Linked DNA regions of Mus musculus: region 1 is linked to region 2. Evidence: chromatin contacts called from public promoter capture Hi-C data. All regions are on one chromosome and are shown on one strand. Each heading gives the region's core, a stretch centred on a gene start, on an enhancer-like site or on the middle of the called end of the contact. The rest is flanking DNA. Distances are from core to core; before and after follow the strand shown. Region 1 holds the start of Art4 (ADP-ribosyltransferase 4). Region 2 holds the start of Dusp16 (dual specificity phosphatase 16).

Evidence for each region. Promoter capture Hi-C pulls out the DNA fragments that hold promoters and counts their contacts.
Region 1: a promoter capture Hi-C map of neutrophils shows a contact between it and region 2, with 3 times the contacts expected there. The contact joins the promoter of Art4 here to the promoter of Dusp16 in region 2. A contact is called at or near these places in 2 of 39 promoter capture datasets (neutrophils and pre-B cells).

The regions. Positions count from the first base shown.
Region 1 is chr6:136,853,549-136,859,931 of GRCm38.p6, forward strand. It overlaps Art4 (ADP-ribosyltransferase 4), which reads right to left and starts at 4,052. Exons shown (of 3, transcript NM_026639.2): 1 at 3,615-4,052; 2 at 804-1,512. The coding sequence starts at 3,695.
Region 2 is chr6:134,789,217-134,795,493 of GRCm38.p6, forward strand. It overlaps Dusp16 (dual specificity phosphatase 16), which reads right to left and starts at 3,412. Exons shown (of 7, transcript NM_130447.3): 1 at 3,061-3,412. 1700055D16Rik (RIKEN cDNA 1700055D16 gene) reads left to right here and starts at 3,144. Exons shown (of 2, transcript NR_151454.1): 1 at 3,144-3,280.

The sequences.
Region 1 (6,383 bases), core at 2,802-5,301, 2.1 Mb after region 2:
GCTTATTAAAAATCTGTGTTTTCTATAGAATAAGGAATATAAAATCATCAATTTTACTTTTTTATGACTTGATTTTTAGTCAAGTGTGCTCTGAAAATTGTACATGAAGTATTTCAGAAATGTCACCACTCATAAACTAGATTGGATCTCATTCTGCATAGCAAGATGAAATCTTGTGGTCCGTCCCGAGTGGGCTGCCAATCATACTTTCGTCCCATGTTTCCACACTGTATATGTTGCCTGCCCAGGCCATTCCCTCACGTCTTCTCATGACACACAAATGGTATTGAGTCACGTTATAGCAAGGAGAGGGGGGTAAGTTACAATAAGATATTGTGGGATGGGGAGAGTGAACGTTTAAAATACTTTTGGCTTATTATAAATTCAGTGGTACCACAGGTATGTATATATAGGAAAGAAACATCATTTTGTAGAGTTTGGTAGTACCTAGGTTTGCAACCAACTTCTGGGTTGCTGGAACATAGCCCAGTGGATAAGGACCTAATACAGTACCACTTCAGAGACTCTTTTTTTTTTTTTAAAGGTAGAAGAGGGAGGGACATGAAGCAGAACGTAAACTTAGGTGGTCAGTTCCATCATTACTGGGGACAGGTTTCCCTGTTTTCAACTCCCTACTCCTAGCCCACTCAGAAAAAGAAAAAGGAAGAAAAAGAAAAAGAAAAGGAAAAAGAAAACGAAAAAGAAAAAGAAAGAGAAAAAGAAAAAGAAAAAGAAAACCCTTCTATAAATGAAGATTGATTTCTGACTCTTCTATGTACAGACCCAATTTAGAGCAAGCTCACCTTTTAGCAGCTGGCAGTTATACGTGCTCATGTTCCCAGCAGACCGCAAGTTTATCAAATCTCCTTTGGGGCTGCCGCTCTTACTTACGACTTCAAATAACTCATAGGGGGGGATCAAGACTTCCTTCCTGAGAGAGAAGTCTTGCACAGAGGCACCCAGACAAGTGAAAATGGTAAACAGGGTTTGGTTTCCAGACACCCGTGTCTCTTCCTTTAGCAGGGAGGCAGAGAGGAACTGGCCGAATCGAATGGTGGAACCTACGTTGGCTCCAATGCTCACATCCTTCATCCCGTGGTACACCTTGTAACACAGACTGCCGTTCTTTGTAGAGCTGTCTTTCCTCAGCAGCTGGATGGCTGAGGTGAGGTAGTAGTGCAGATACTTGAAGTGGAATGACTGACTGTACTGCCCAGGAGATCCCGCAGCCCTGGCCATGGCCTTGGCCAAGTCAGAGCTCACATTGAGATTCAGGGTGAAAACCACAATGGCCACAGCATGCACCGGGGTCATGCTCTCCGGGAGGGCCTTTGCCTGGTTCAGCCAGGTTAGGTGGGCTTTTTGCCATGCTCTGGAGTAATACTTATGAGTATCTACTTCCTTTATGAAATAGTCTCCTTGATTTAGCTCCTCCACCATCTGTTCGCTACAGCCTTGGTATTGATCATCAAAGGAATCAGGTGTCAAGTCCACGTCGACCTTAAGAGGAGCCTATGAGGAAAAGAAACCTCGATTTACATTATTCAGATCAGATGGAAACAAGGTTGCAGATTTTTGTGCCCAACAGAGCTGGCTGAAGTATTTTACACGGAATGCTCAAGCTGTGCCCACTATAATGACTCCATGCTATTCCTACCTGGTCTGGGGTTGTTATTATTCATAAATGGCACAGAAAACTCCAAGGCTCATCTCCCCAGGGAGGAAGTGTTCTTTACCTTAGAACTCATGGTGTTTCCATATTTGAGTCTGTTGACAATAAAGCACTAACCTTCTGGTTTATCTACTTTCCACTTCTTCAGTTTCTTCCTCCTCCTATTCTCTCATGCATGTCATAAAGCATGCTCAGAGCTGGGGGGGGGGGTGGCTTATGCTTATCGTCCTTAGAAGGCCGAAATACAAGAGGTGCTGTGAGTCTGAGAAGGCTTGTGAGTTCAAGGCTGGCCTGCATTGCAATGGGGGGCTCTGTCTCAGCCTAACCAAACTAAAACTAAAGCAAGCTTATATTCATACATATAATTTTAACTGTACATTTTGCTATGTGTGTGCATGCACAGAGAAGCCAGAGGTCAATGACATAGGTCTTGCTCCATTACTCTCCACTTTATTTTTTGAGACAAGGTCATGCCCTAAGCCAAGAGCTTTGCAGTTTAGCTGAGTGGTTGGCTAGTGATCTCTGGAGCAACAGGGATCGGCCCGTCTCTGCAACTTTTTCTCACTGCCCAAGCTAGGCTTCCAGATGTGCATTCCTCCACTCCTGGGTTTTATGTGCATTCTGGGGACCCGAACTCAGGTCCTCACCCTTGTGCATCAAGCCCCGTTAACCACCAAGCCATCTTTCCAGCCACCCTATCGTACATCTAGCGTTAGGTTTTCCAAGAGAGACTTCTGTAAATAAAAACCTTCTTGCTGACTTAGATTCTAGGACAAAAAGGAGGGGAAAAAACCTAAAGCAAACAAGGAAGCTGAAGTGTCACCTTCTTCCTCAATTAGCCCCCGGGTGCACACACACCTCTGGATCTGGTGGAAAGTTGGACTAAGAGTAAATTCCAGAGCCTGTCAGACTTGTCTCTCCAGCTACTGGCAGTGCAGGACTGAGACCTCTCAGGTAACAGCTTGTCTTGGGGGAGAAGCACTTATGCCACAGACATAAGACTAGCCAGGCTCCAGGGTGGAGAGCAGGGCAGAACCCGTGCATGCAGCTGCGCTTCCAAAGCTCGAGAAACAGCGTTTCAGGGGAGCAGTGGGGCCGTGCCTGGGAGCACCTCCTCTTGGTGAGCGAGGGGCTGGAAAGTACACCCCTCTTGGAGGTGGGGAAACAGTTGAATGTTGTCTAGAGGGTGCCGAAAGGAGGCTCCCTGGCTTCGGTCAGCTCGTTAGTGAGAACTGTATCAGCATCACCTACACTCAACCATTTCTGGGCAAAACAACGATGCTTTTCTCATGAGCAGCACTCACCAAAAGGCAAGATTCTGCCCAAGGCCAGCGTTGTTGGGGGCGGAGCTAGAGAACACACGGTTTGGTATTTTAACCGTGTGATTTATGATGTCATGCTGTCTAGTTACATACAATCTAGAGTCAATTTTACAGACTGATTGGATGATGTGAACCAGTGCACCAGATTTTAAAACAAGCTTCCATTAATCCAAGCCAAGAATCACATTCTGTCAAATATCAAAATGAACTCTGACACATTTTTAACATGTCTCCAGATCTCAAATGTTTCCTGTGTCACCCATTATCATTAGCTTATTTTTAGTTTATAGATATTTAAAATTAGGATACTCCAAATGTGTGCTATCTGTATAAAGCGGTTTTGAGTTAAACAGGTTAGTCTACATTATTGCCCCGGTGGAATCATTGCTTTAATACTTAAAAGAATCGGGAAAATAACTCAATGGCACTCACATCAATTATGCCAGATTTATGACTTAAAAATTTTTAATTTTTATAGCAATTTTCCCTGTCACTCTTTACTAACATTGTTTATTCTTAGATTGCCAGTGGCTAAGTTCTTAGCAATTAGGTGGCCCCCAGGTGAATAGCCTGTTGGTGCATCGTTGATCATGAGAGACCAACTTTTCGATAGCCCCTACCTCAGTGCTCCCCGCGGGTGTCTGCTGGACCCAGAGCAGTAGCAGCAGGGTGAGCTGCCCTCCTGGAAGCCACAGCGCCATCCTCCTGTCTGTAGCACTTGGTAGACACGTTCTCTTAGATCTACTGGTCAGTGGGCAGCTTGGTGGTTTGTGTCAGCAACACTTCTTTATTCTGAAAGCCTCGTCCCAGAATACGCTCTAGAGTCCTCCTTTGGCATTTTCTTTTCCGGCTGTGTCTGAGGTTCTGCTCCTGCCGCAACTGTGACTTCTGTTGAATATCAACAACCTCAACAACCGACAGTTTCCTCCAAGGTAGAAGTCTAGCGCCTTTGCAGTGTTGAAGTCTCCGCGAAAGGGCCAGATGTGCGCGGCACAGAATGGTTTTCAGTGTAAAGAAGGCAAAAACCGTCTCTCTGTCTAGTCGGCATGCAGGGGAATGCCAAGGGTCTGTTCAGGGTCAGGCTGTGCAGTTCAGCCTTGCCTTTCCCAGATCGACAAGAAAAGGCATGCTCCAGGAGTACTCGGGCCAAGTCCCATTATCTGCAGCCCCAGGCTTTCCCTGTGAGCCACTGCAGTGGCACATGAAGCGCAGCTGGGGAGATGCGATCTTAAGGTGGACCTGTGTCAGGCTCATCTGGCAGTGCTGATAGCCCTGCCCTGGAATGATTGCCCTCCAGCAGCACAGGCTTTTAATGTTGTGTGTTCTTTGCTGCCTCTCCACGGTGTGTTTGAAACATCCCCGTTCAGAGACGGGGGCTGTTGGAGTCACAGCTTTGAATGTTTATTTCTTTTGAGAGCTTCAGGTTTTCTATCTATTGTAATCTGCAATGAGGCCCGCAGGCAGGAGTTAAGTCCGACTTTCCACTGTTAACCACATTTCCTGCTCAAGTCTGGCTGTCCTTCCACTACTCCCGACCTTTCAGAGTCTGCTGGCTCGCAGACGTTGTTTATGTTCCCTGCCTCTTATCTAACTGTGACAAGAACCAAATTCCGTTCTTGGGAATTGTGGTCCTGCTTTCTTTTTACCACGTTAAATATTGGTCTGTCTGAAGTTTCCCAAGTCATAGAAGCATAAAAGAAGGAACGCTAATTATTCAAAATGATTGCTTGGAGAAAGCCACTATTTTGATTTACATTTTGGCTTTATACCCACAACACACACACACACACACACACACACACACACACACACACACAGAGCAGAAGTGAAATCACAAGACTTTGTATACTGTTTGTTTCCCATTAATGTTTTATTTATTTATTTGTTTGTTTCTCACAAGTGTGTGTGTGTGTGTGTGTGCTTGTGTGTGTGTTCAACTTGAGTGTCTTCCTACCCCTCACTCTCCACCTTAGTTTTTGATCCGGGCTTTCAGTGAACCTGGAGCTCACAGATTTGGTAGTGGATTGAGAAGCCCCGTGTCTGCGTCCCCATACTAGGACTGCAGGCGCGTGCTGCGTTTGTTCTGTTGTTGCTCTGCCTGATGAGTTCCTGTGAGCTGCATGGCCAGTGCCTTCCCAGCAGAGCCGTCTTTCCAGCCCTAATGATTAATTTTTCAAGGGTTTTTTTCAAGATAGTGTCTCATATATCCGAGGCTGGTTTTGAACTCAATATGGAACTGAGGCTGACACTCAATCTTTGATCCTCTGTCTCTATCTCCTGGGTACTGGAATAGCAGGGGTAAGCCATCATAACCTGTTTCTATGGTACTGGGGGGTCAGACTGCCAGGCCTTTATGCTAGACAAGCACTCGACCAATGCAGCTGCATCAGCAGCCAGCACTGTAACATTTACTATTAATGTGTGTGTGTGTGTGTGTGTGTGTGTGTGTGTGTGTGTGTGTGTGTGTAGCTCGAACTTGCCTTGAATTCTTGATTCTCTGTCCCTGTCTCAGGAGTGCTGGGATTACAGATGTGCTCAAGAGCTCCAAACTTAAGATAAAGCCATGTTTACTGTTTCCCACTAATACCTAATACTTGACAAAATTGACTAGCTGCTCAGGATCAGAATAGGTGCATAGGTGGAGACATCGGAACTAGCGAGGATTAGGCAAGGGCAAGCATAGAGAATGTACCGCGAGGAGGTGAAACTCAGCCAGTTTCTTAATGGACTTTAAAAATGGCTTTTAAATAAGATTTTACTCTGTGGTTCATTTTTCTCTTTCTTCCCTTCTTTTCTTCTTCCTCCCTCCCCCCTTCTTTGTGACCGAGTCTAACTCTGTAGCCTTGGCTAGCCTGGAACAGTTTGTGTAGACTGGCCTCAGTGTTACAGAGATATGCTGCCCCTGCTCCCTGAGTGCTCTGATTAAAGGTGTTTGTCGCCACAGCCAGCGGCTCTGTAAGTCTTAAACTTACCTTTAACCTAACAGCAATTTGAACTGGCCATGGATTTGACCCGGCACAGTGAAGCCTGTGTGCTCTGCCACACACAGTTCTTTCCTGTAGCTGTGTCTCATGAACCATGACACAGTATGACAGCCAGGAGACAGATTCTGGTGGAATGGAACGTGTGCACGTCTGTCGCCTTTCATCACTTGCAGAGCCTTTAGGAGACGCACTCGGCCACTATAAAGATGTAAATCCAGGGGCTGGAGAGATGGCTCAGTGGGTAAGACGGTTTGCCACCCTCACAGAGGAGCTGGGTTTGACTCCCAGCACCCACACGGCAGCTCACAGTGAACTGTAACTCCAGCTACAGGGGGTCTTATATCCTCATCCAGTCTCCACAGACAAAAGGTACACATGTGCTGCGTAGACTTGCAAGCAGGCAGA
Region 2 (6,277 bases), core at 2,162-4,661:
TAGATTCTTCTTTTGAAGCACTCTTGTTTTTCTCCGGTCATGTATCTGATTAAATTCCTCGCCTCCTAGCTTAGTCAGTGTAAAAGAGTGGCCTCTTCTTAAAGCTTAACCCTGATTCTTTACCTCCAGCCAGCCTTCAGGACCCTTCCCTCACAAAGCCAACCCTTTATCTATCTAAATAAAAGAAGTGTATGAAAATGAGAGATTATCCACAATACAAGTAAATTGGGAAAATGACATCTGGCTTTGAAATATATGTAGCTTTAGGTAAGATTCATTTTATGATTTTGCTTAAACCAACATTAGTAAGATTGTTTTTTCTTTATGATGGTGAACATCAGTCTCAATTTTAAAATCTGATAATTACTACTTTAAAGATAATCAAGCATCAAGTATATTTTGTTTCCTATCAAGTCTTTTTAACATGTATAATCTGTTGAAATATGTTGAAAAACTTGTTTTCTGTTATGCCTGGTTATCTTCTTGGGGAGTTTTAAGCCATGAGATTTCCCTATATTAATCTACTTCTTCAAGTTATTGTATCTTCTGTTTGAGAACTCAATGCACTTAAAAAACATTAGTGCCCAATGAAGTTATTAGTCCAATAAGATACAACAGAAAAATGTCTTTGTTAGAAATACCAGGAACACATAAGACTCTAGGATAAATTACACTGGTAAATGATATCAAGTTATATTTTACAGGACTTTATGGTTGGGTGAAAATAGAAAAGGCTTAACAATGAACATGTATATAAACTTGTTTGTTTAATATATTAAGTCCAGATAATGAAAATTCTATGAAATTCAATTTCCTAATTCAGGCAGTTAGAGAAGAAAAAAAAAAAAGCTATTTTAACACTCCAACATTGTTCCTGTTCTTCTCTAACTCGAGCCAAGCTTCCTTCAAACTTCTCAGACCTACTCTTTCTCTATGTGGGAGGGAACATAGTTTACACCTAGGTCCTCACCTAACCCCAGCCAGACTCTTAAACCAGCTGACCTCTGCCTCCTCTTTTCCACTCTACAAATAAATCTTCAATGTGTAAGAAAGCAGGAGAGAGGGGAACTGAGTTACCAGGATCTTCCTCTTTGACCCCTTTCTCAATTCCTATAATTAAACCTCTGTTCAAATAGACCAGGAACCCCCAATTTCGTATTAACATTTTAAATTTATAGGTACTCAACTACATTCACCAAGCTGAACTATGAGACAAGAACTTCCAAACTGAACAGAGTGAGGGGTGGGGAGGGAGTGGTAACTGTGTACTTCTGTTCCTGGCCCTGTCTACTGAAACTCACCATCTGAAACACTGAAGGAAAATCAGCACAATTCTAGGATAAGTATTTCACTTGAGTTGCTAAGATACCAGAGAGTAAAATAAAACAAAAAATTGTAACTATCATTATCAACAGTTTATACTTTCTAAACATCAGCTTATTCACCACTTACTAAAATGCAAAATAAACTTACTTCGAATTTTCTCCCCATTTGGAACTCTGATAAACACAAAATCTTACACCTTAAAACTAATAATTCAAGCTGAAGTTCTGAATTTGTCCATAAGATGGTAAATGTTATGAAAATATCAACATTCCACAATGTCTTTAAACACAATAAGTTCCACAGTTTTATTTTTTACATAAAGACAAAACCCTTTTGCAGTGCCTGGTCACATTTTGACTAGAATACACAAAGCCACAGACACTTCAGTTTTCAATTTACTTCTCCAAGCGACTGGTCTTCACCCAATAGAGAATTCTATAAATCTGAATTACAGCCTCCCACAGTGTGCTCGCTAATATTTGAATTGTCTCAATTGTTAAGCTTTTTTCCCCTTCTTCTGAAATTTACCTTTAAAGGTCTTTTCTTTAAGGGAGATGAAAAAGTGTAGGCTTTTTGAGGAAGTAGTTGTTAACTGTATGTACTATCAAGCTCCACAGAGTGGCCAAAGAGGCTTATTCCCCCTGAGAATCTATTTCAGAGAGAGAGAGATAACGTGAGCAGGAGAGAACACATACCTGGTCATTTTCCCAGCAGGTTCGATAGGTTTGATTCGCTTGTAAGAGCAGAGTATTTACTTACAATCTTTAAAAGCAAAGTGGCACCCAGCGCACTGTGTAAATAAAAACCTCAGAGGTTTAAAAACCCTCATCCTAACTCACTTCCCCTTGGTTCAGGGGACGGCACAGCCAACCCCACAGCAAATGAGATTATGCAACAGGTTTTTCCTCTCTAATCATGGGCTGATTAGAGGTGTGCGTTCTCCAAACAATCTGAGACACACAGGACTTCAAAACACCAAGGATCTTTGCAACAGGCGTTTAAGAAAAGTTCTTTCCAATTTTGCACAAGCCATTCATTTTAAGATCTCCTTGTACTTTCCCCAAGTGTATTATCAGCTTTCTGTAGGAAACAACCCGTCGCTCTTAAAGAGTTTGCATGTATGTCCTCCTTAGGGTTTTTTTTTTTCCACGTGAAACTACACCGTACACACACACACACACACACACACACCGTCCGTTGTTTCCCCGTTTTCATGTCTCACATTTTACAGCTACTGTAAATAAAGGAGTCACCGGCGGACCGTTTTCCTCCAACACCGTGACGGGAGCCCCGGAATGAAAGTTGAGTTTTGGGGGTGGGTTTTTTTTTTTTTTTCCTTGTTTAAGGAAGCGACACGGTCGCTCCCCAGGTGGCCTCGCTGGCTGCCTGCACACACACAAGGTGAATTTGGGATTATGGAAACAGTCAGGGCCCCACTTGGCAGGCGTGTTGTGTAACAGTCTGGAAGTGAGCAGCTTCGCCCGCCCAGGTGCCGGCGACCCGCGGCCCGGGGCTCGTTCGCCCGCTCGCCCGCTCGCCCGCTCGGCGCGGCGAGGCCGGGGCGCCCCCGCGGCTCGGGCCGACCCCCAGCGCGGCCTACACACCCCCCGCCGCCGCCGTCGCCGCTCCGGGCCGCCGTGGCCCGCCGGCCCCCGGCCGGGGAGAGCGCGCGGCGGCCGGCACGAGGAGCGGACGCGCCTCCCAGCCGGCCCGCGGCCCGCCGCGAACACTTACTTGAGGGGCCGCCGGCTCCAGGCTCGCGGAGGGGAGCGAGCGTTGTCACCGCGTCGCCCAGCCGTCGCTCGCGCGTCCTCCTCGCCGCCGGGGCTTCTCCTCTGAAGGGTGGGCGGAGAGCTTAGCGAGAGCCCGGGCGTTTGCAACTTTTCTTCACTTTCTCTTCCACCGCCCCCCGAAAGAGGGAAAAAAAAATGTCGACAGGGATGAAGAAGTTGAGGTAAAGTTGGGGGTCCGCGCGGGAAAAGCGAGAGGGGGAGGGTAAATGGTTGGAAACGGGATGAGAGCCCCCCCAAACGGTGATGCCCGCAGGAGGGGACCAGGGGGGGTAGTGTGGGGGTTGGGGAGAGAGAAAGAGTCGCTGGTCAGGAAACTTCAAGCGCGGATGAGGTCATCGGTTTAAAAATAAAGAGATGGCGTCACTTGAAACCAATCCCAGTGAATGAACTCAGCGGAGCCCGGGGGGGAAAGGAGGAGACGGGCGAGGGCGGGGCGGGGGGCGGGGTGGGGGGGCGGGGTCTCCGGCCCAGGCCGCGCATCGCCCGCCCCTCGGCGCTCGTCCCCGCGAGCCGGAGCCTCCGGAGCCTCCGGGAGGCGGGCTCGGGTCGCGTACCGGGCCGACCGAGCGGCGCCTCGGCGCTCCGGGTTCGCGGCCCGGGAGCCTGGGTCTGTGGCCCGCCCGCCTCCTGCCCGCGCTGGGGTCTCTCCTCCGACGGAGGCGGCTGCTCCAATGCCCCCACTCTAGGGGAAGGAAAGCAAGGCGATCTGAGAGTGCTGCAGTCAATCATTTTGTAAGAAGGTCCCGGAATCCCAAATCCGGGGCTTTTCTCTTGAGAGGGAAGTTACAGGTACTTGAAGGAAAACTGCACCGGTGATATCAAACATATCTTCACCTATGTCTTCGTCCTTGAAAGACCCTACTACACGAGTGCGGGCAAACGCAGCCAAGAATTATTTTTTCTAAAAGAATCTTTTCTGCGTGCCCTCGAGATGGCTCAACAAGTAAAGGGTCCATGCGGTGGAGAGAACCGCCTTTGAAAGTTGTCCTCAGTCCACATGCTGTTCCCCACCCCGCTACACACACACACACACACAAATAAATAAATAAAATGTAATACACACACACAAATAAAATGTAATAAGACGTTAAAGGTATTTTAGGGTTGTTAGGAGCACTGACGGCTCGATTCCCAGCACCCACATGGCAGCCCAGAACCATCTGTAACTCCAGTTCCAGGGGATCTGATGCCCTCCGCTGACCTCCATGGGCACCGAGCACACATGGGGCGCACACACAAACATGAAATCAAAACGCCCTTACACATTAAGTAAGTATTCTCGACATCGGTAGTACAGCATCATCTTTAAGTCAAACCAGAGTTCACTTGCTTTCAAGAGATGCAAGACCTACTTGAGCCTACTTTAACTCCAAGTCTTTCATGGGTTTGGGTTTTTTGTTTGTTTTGGTTTGCTTTTGCTTTTGCTTTTTTCTCCCTTCTTTTCAAAGTAGCTTTGTTTTGAGACACTACCTACTTAGGAAAATGAGAGACCTGAGGTGGCGACAACCACTCTCAGCAACTGAATAGGACAATCGAAGCTTTATTCCAGTGTTCTTTGAGCATCTGAGCTTGAAGCTTCTACTAAAAAGGACTCACGTGGATATCACATAACAAAGATGAGATCAATGACAGAAAAGCACACTTCGAGTGGACTGGCCCAAGAACCAGATTCCTGTACCCCTCAACACACGCCATCTGCAGGGTACTGAAGTAAGGATTCCGGCCTTCAAGCAGTATGTTGAGGTGAATCGATGTGGGCACCGCCTAGGTGGCTTGGCGTGCTTTCCGAGTGGGTTAGAAAGGTAACGTTTCTGTTAGTCCTCTCCCACCTTTAAACCCTGCAACAAAGGTGCACCCGTTAAGGCTGGCAATCATTAATCATTTAAGGTAACCATTATGGAATATGCCTCCGGGGACTTGCAGGTCATCTTTCAGAGTGAAAAAGGGAGCCCTTTTGGAGGTGAGAACCGCAGAAGCTGCAAGCTGAGCTTGCCGATGCCGACCCAGCTTAGAGGAGAGGTGCCTTTGACCTTCTGCGGATTTGAGTGGAGGCGGCTCCCTGTCCTCTCGTGGCAGGACGCGGTACTGCAGCGTCACCAGCTGACAACCACCAAGACGCCTGCTTTTGGAAGTTGGGAGAGGAGTAGGTGAAAAAGAGCTATATAAGGAGTCCCCTAGCTCAGGAAAAAAAAAAAAAGTTTGTTTGTTTGTTTGTTTTTTTAAATGTTCTGGTCTAGCCAGGTGTGATGGTACACAGGTAGCAAGACAATTCTGGCACTCGGGACACTGGCTGGACCAGCGTGGTGGCTCTCTGGGTAAAAGGCCTGAGGACCTAAGTTCCATCCTGGGATACACAAGGAAAGGAAGTACTCCTGGTCTCCACAGCCAACACGAGGCATGTCTGTGCATACACTCATCGCATACACATATACACTTTAAAAGAGACTGTGGCAAGAGGATTGAAAGCTAGAGGCTAACTTATGCTACAGAGGTTGACTGTCACAAGCAACAAAGCCAAGTGCAACTGTCCCCTTCATGAAGATGGCTGTCTTTGGTTTATCAAGGAACCGGCAGCCGGTGTTTCACAGAAAACGGTCTTACTGGGTCAGGATTTCAATGCGCTAGAAACAGAAAGAGTGGAAAGGATGAGATGCCGTCCTTTCAAAAGGCTTGAGAAAAAGAGGATAAATTCCAGTAAAGCATAAGTGTAGAACATTTAAACCCTCCAAGGTCATAGTGGTCTGGCAGCCTATCTCAGGTTCAGCTTGCTCCTGATAGTATCCTGTGGGTGTTTTGTGTGCTTGTTTGTTTTCACATTTGTTTATTTATTTATTTATTTATTCATTTATTTATTTACATACTAGGGGTGGACCATGGTACACTTGTAAAGGTCAGAGAACAACTTGCCAAACAACTTAGTGTCCACATGTGGGGCCTATTGGTCAAACTCAGGTCGTCACACTTAGCAGCTCACACCTTTACCTGCCTCAAACCTAACCAGACATGCTCCGTGTTTGTTTGTTTCGTGTTTCGTGTTTTGTGCAGAATCCTACTCTGTAGCCCAGGCTGGCCTGGAATTTCATTAATTCTGCTATCTTAGTTTCATTAATTCTGCTATCTTAGTCTCCAGATTGCTGGAATTATAGGCATGACAACCA